Regions from separate parts of the Sus scrofa genome. Here region 2 is linked to region 1. The links are chromatin contacts, called in public Hi-C maps. All regions are on one chromosome and are shown on one strand. The core of a region is the stretch at or near the end of the contact, and the rest is flanking DNA. Distances in the headings are between cores, read along the strand shown.

What was found. Hi-C and Micro-C count contacts between places; a contact is called where the count stands out from the background.
Region 2: a contact with region 1 is called in a Hi-C map of liver, with 6 times the contacts expected there. The contact joins the promoter of PRKACA here to the promoter of GIPC1 in region 1. A contact is called at or near these places in 1 of 5 promoter capture datasets (liver), 5 of 47 Hi-C or Micro-C datasets (blood, embryonic fibroblasts, heart right ventricle and 2 more) and 1 of 2 datasets of contacts at active chromatin or transcription factors (alveolar macrophages).

Annotation. Positions count from the first base shown.
Region 1 is chr2:64,779,132-64,781,831 of Sscrofa11.1, forward strand. It overlaps GIPC1 (PDZ domain-containing protein GIPC1), which reads left to right and starts at 1,316. Exons shown (of 9, transcript XM_021083696.1): 1 at 1,316-1,426.
Region 2 is chr2:65,073,624-65,076,323 of Sscrofa11.1, forward strand. It overlaps PRKACA (cAMP-dependent protein kinase catalytic subunit alpha), which reads left to right and starts at 1,253. Exons shown (of 10, transcript XM_003123353.4): 1 at 1,253-1,514. The coding sequence starts at 1,469.

The DNA of each region.
Region 1 (2,700 bases), core at 66-2,565:
GTGATTTTTTTCAAACACAGCATTTGCTTTTTCATGTCTTAGTTGGCATTCCAGAATTATTTCCCCACCCCCACCCCCTAAAAGGGGCAGAGGTAGCACTCAAATCTGACCTCCTCACCCACTGAGCCTCCTAGCTTCTTGAGCTATAAAATCAAGTATGTTGTGGTCTCTGCACGTGGGTGGAAAAGTAATTTTCTAAATTTAAAGCAAGGTGTAGAAAAGACAAGTATATTGAAGCAAGAGACACTGTTAACACATCAGGTCGACTTCCTGATATTCAGGGAGAGCAGACCCTGGGGGCATGGTTGTGTCTGTTTTTATAGCCCAAAGACAAAGAAGCGGTCTTGCCATACACCTGAGGACCTAGTGATTGGTTGGAGAAGAATGAGGTCTTCTGATACACTTGCTGGTTGGTTGGGGAAAGACAGGGTCTTTGGATACACCTGCTGGTAGTTTGGGGCCATATGTTGCCCCTAAAGGGGTGGGGTAAGGAGTGGGCTACATACCTTTTCTAGTGGGGGGCAGGAAGGAGTAGGCCAGGTTGATCAAGGGGAAGAGGTGAGGAGTGGGCCACATACCTTTCCTAGTAGGGAGCAAGAAGTAGGCCAAGTTGCTGGGGTGGGGAGGTCCTTACGAACATTGTAACAGTTACAGTGAGACAGGTGGGATGATAAGGGTTTGGTAATTCTTATCTTGGCTGGAGGCTTTTTGAATTTTATTTCCTTGGAGAAACTTTGAAGTCCCACAAAGTAGGAAGGAGATGCCCCGTGTTGCTCTGTGCCCCTGCCCTCACCCCTCCCTGGGCACTTCTTCATCAACAGGTAGAATCATGTGGATTCCGCTCAGGACTCTGCTGTGCCCACAGCCCACATACTGTCCTCTCCAGGTGTTTAGGAAGCAGCTTAGATGCCAGGCATAAGCAGGGCAGTGGACACAGTCCCAGAGAGGGCACAGGCCTAGCCAGAGGCAACTGATCGCTCAGTGGGCGTGGCAGAGGTCAGCAGAACAGGAAGAGAAGGACATTAGCTGTCCCTGTTGCCTCTGCAGTCTCGGTATTTGCCAGCTGGGTGGGGCTGCCTGGGCAGACCTCAGCAGCTAAGTCCAGGGCTCAAGCTCCCTTTTTACTTTGTCCTTCTGCAGGCCCTAGCAGGGCTGGAACGCTCAGCATCTCATCCAGGGAACTGCAAAGAGCCAATCGTTCAATGAGGGTTGAGAAGTTAGGTCTCCAAGAACTACAATTCCCAGAACACACAGTGAACTACGGTCCAGCCCCAGCTGCCTGAGTGGCTGGCTTGTTCCTGGAACAAGGGAATCTCACCTGTCCTGGGAACTGAGCTTCCTGGCCTGGGCAAGTTGTGTTGGTATCTTTGTTTCTTGGACCTGCTCCTGCCTGAGAAATCCTGGTTACAAGCCAAACCTGGAGATGGTGAGATTACCCAGTTCTTTTACCTACACATATGTACGGAGACCCTGCTCTGTGCCAGTCTGGGGCTGGAGGTGGGGGTAGGGAGGCGGAGAACAGTCAGATGTAAGAAACTGAGGACAGAGGCTTGGGTTGGCTGGGTATCCCTTTGTAATCCAGCACATAGTATGTGCTCAATAAATATTCGCTGGTCAACCAACGAGCGAACAGGGCATCTTGCCCTTTCACCCTGCTTTGCTAGCTCCTACAGTACTGTACTCTCCTAAAGCGTGCTGTATCTTTCTGTCCGCCCTCTAAGTCTTTGCACGCGCTGTTCCTTCTACCAGGAGCACATTCTTTCAGCTTACTCATCAGTGTGTCTGTAGAGATAGGACAGAGACTGGCACGGACCAGGGGCACATTAAATATTTGATAAGTGGATGAATGAATGAATGCCCTTGTCCATTGTCCATCCAAGATGCAGGGACACTCGGGACCCTCCCTATTCATCTCAGTCTCCCGCCTGCCCGCTCGGAATGAATGCGTGTTTTTATCCACCCCGAGGATGGCCACGCAGGGGCAGGGGCAGGCCGGGCGGAGGACTGGATCTGAAGCTGCCCTTGGCTCCCTCCCGGATTTCCTAGCGGGTCCGTTTTCTGGACTTCGGCAGTTTTCATCCTCTCTGCGAAACTCAGTCTCGGTCTCCTGACTCCCAAGACTAGCCCCCAGCTTCTTACCAGCCACAGCACCCCACCCGGACACTCAGCGAACAGCACGTGGTCCAGGAGTCCCAGCTTTCCATTGGCCACTGGCCTCCTTCCTTCTCTGAGATTGGCCGGGGCCCAGCCGCAGCTCCCCCCTCCGCAGCCTTGCGGTGGTACAGCCCGCCGCGGCTTAGGAGGGGCGGGAAGATCCAATGCTCCGTGGCGCGGGGGAGGTGTCGTGAAGAGCCGGGCGAGGCTCAGGGATCCCTCTGGAATGTTTCCTTCGGTTCCACCCGGAGCGGGGGGCGTGGAGCCGATTGGCCGCGAACGCCGAGCGGCCGCTCCTGATTGGCCGGACGCGGGCACAGGCCCCGCCCCCTGGCTGTGCTGCTGGAGAGGCCCGGGCCAGAGTTTGCCGAGGGCCAAGCAGGGCGCGCGCTGGGAGGCGGCAATGCAGGTGAGTGTCCCCTGCGGGCGGTGCGCATCGCGGCGGCTCGAGGGACCCTAGCGCGGATCCGTGGGATCGCAGATCCACGGGGATCTGGCAGGTCCTACGAGGTAGGGCCGGCCCTATGGAACGAGGCTGGAGGTCTA
Region 2 (2,700 bases), core at 3-2,502, 290 kb after region 1:
CACTGAACAGTGTCTAGAGGTGGCTTTTGTTGTCACAGCTGGTGGAGGAGAGGAAGGTTCTACTGACATCCAGGTGGCAGACTGGGGATGCTGCTAAACACCCTACAGGACCACTCCTCACTCCCACGCCAGCATAGACTGGTCCGGCCCTGAATGTCAGAAATGTGGCAGTGGGAAACTGTCCTCAGTATATTAAAAGGGCACCCTAAGGAAGGGGCAATTTTGCTACTCTGCTCCAGGAGGGGCCGTTCCTTTTGCATTGCCTAGACAGAGGGAATCCCCATCTTGGCTGTGCCCCATTCCTCATCTGTAAAATGGGAGTGATGATCATAGTGCCTACGTGATAGGAGTGTGGTACGAAATAACGTATTTAATGAGCGCTAGCTCACCACTGCCATGAGCCCAAGTTGGGGACCCAGTAAAAAAGGATGGCTAGTGAGCGCCCCCTCCCAACATCCCCTTGCTCCTGCAGCCCAGCATCCTCCAGAAGCTCAGGCTGTGGCTGAGAGAGACCCAAGAGGACCGCAGCCTGGCCCCGGGGCCTGCAGCTATCCTGCGCCAGGCCTTATGAATGACGACGGCCGGCGGCCGGGCGACCTATGACCCGCGGCGCCTGCTGCTCTCCTCCCCCGCTGGCAGGTGGACAGCGGCTGCGCCGGGGTTGCGGGGTGGGGTGGGGGGGGCGCGGCGCCAACCTCGGCTGGCCGGCAGCCGCTGCCGCACTGAGCGGGGGCGGGGGACTGCGGCGAATACGGGGCTGGGCGAGCGCCCGCCTGGACCGCCGCCTGGGGCTCCGAGCGCTGCGCGGCCGCCCGCCAGCCTCGGCCGCCCCGCCCGGCGGGTCCAGGCAACAGGATGAGCCTCCGCGCCCCCCCACCCGGTGGGTCGAGGCTCAGCCTGCCGCCCCGCCCGTCAGGTCCGGGCGGCGGGCTGAGCCTCCGCCCCGCCCTCTCACCTCGGGATTGACACTGAACGTTCGGCCGAGGGTTTGCCGGACAGCCAGCCTTGGCCAATTGACTGCCTCGCTGGGCGGGCCCCAGAGCCTGTCGGGAGGCTGGACCAATCAGACGCGTCGGCCCGCCCGGCTGAGGCCTCAGAAGCGCGCGAGTGGCCGGGCGTTCTAGGGGCGTGTCAGGGGCCGGGATCCTATGGCAGCACGGGAGGTTTGCGGAGGACCAATGGACTGCGGCGTAGCGCCGTCAGTCAGGGAGGCCTAGACCAATGAGCGGCAGGCTGCGGGGGCGTCACGGACAGCAGCAGCAGCGGACTTGGGCTGAGGTTCCCGGGCGGGCGGGCGCGGAGAGACGCGGGAAGCAGGGGCTGGGCGGGGGTCGCGGCGCCGCAGCCAGCGCAGCCAACCCCAGGGGCCGCCGCCGCCGCCGCCGCCCAGCGCGCTCCGGGGCCGCGGGCCGCCTCCAGCACCCGCCGCGCCGCAGCTCCGGGACCGGCCCCGGCCGCCGCCGCCGCGATGGGCAACGCCGCCGCCGCCAAGAAGGGCAGCGAGCAGGAGAGCGGTGAGTGCCCGGGCCGTGACCCCGATCGCGGCCCCGCGCTGCCAGCCCCCTCCCTGTCCATCACCGCTTGGCCCCTCCCCTTATCCCCCCCATTTCTCTCTGTTTACCCTACAGCGAACCCTTCCCCCTGTCTGTCCAAGGTTGGGGCCCAAGGCCCGCAGAAGACCCCGTAGGAGCCCCCTTGCCAAAGACCGTCCCCCTGTGCAAAGACCGTGCTCCCCCCCAGCTGTCACTGCCAACCATGGCACGTATAACCGCTGAGGCCCCACATGGGGCCCTGTCACTACCCCACTCTCTTCTTTCCTGGTACCTCTGCACAGATTCTAAATCTCCCCCCACTTCTTCACTCACCTCTTCCACACTCACCTCTTCTGCCAGTCTGGGAGTGCTGTGGGGTCTGCCTCCACCCTGCAGGGACCTTGGCCACTTGGTGACCACACCCCTCCCCCCTCCAGCCCCCGCCATCTTTCTCCTGCCCTTCCCCTCTTCACCTTATCACAGCCCCCTCCAACCCCACTTTGCCTTCCTTGAGCATTTCTCAGGGCCACCTCCAGAATTGTTTTTCCCTTCTGTGTCACTTGACATGGGGGACAGGATCTTTCTGGGTCTCTCTGCCCCTCTCTCATCCTGATACTCTCTGTCACTCTGCTCCTCTGCTTGTGCTCCCTCCTCCAAGCAAGCGTCTGTCCCTGGCTGGGGTAGCAGACTGTTTATGAACCTAGAGAACTGCTTCAGTGCTTCCAAAGCCAAGTTTGAGCTGATCTTGCTGGAAAATTCATTGCGTCGTTTTTCCTGGGTTGGGGGGTGGAGGTGTCAGCAGAGAGCCCCTTCCCATCTCTGGAAGGCTCTAGGCTCCTCAGAGGGCCCCTCAATAAATGGTTGTTTCACAACTGAGGCTTCGTCATTCACCCAGTCCCCCAGGCTTCTTGACCCGCTCCGGGCTTGGGATGAAGAGTGTCTGGCTTTAACAAGCCTCCTTCAGCTTGAGCTGGAATGGTGAGAAAGAGGACTCAAGGGATGGCAATTGGGAGGAGTAGTGGGTGACATCTAATGCCTCTCTGCCAAGGGACAAATAGATTCTGATCATTCCCAGGGTTCAACCAGAGAAGAGCCTATTTCTCCCTCAGCCCCCAAATAGTGGCCTTTTCCAGCCAGCCAGGGAAAGAGATTTTGGTATCTGGAAATG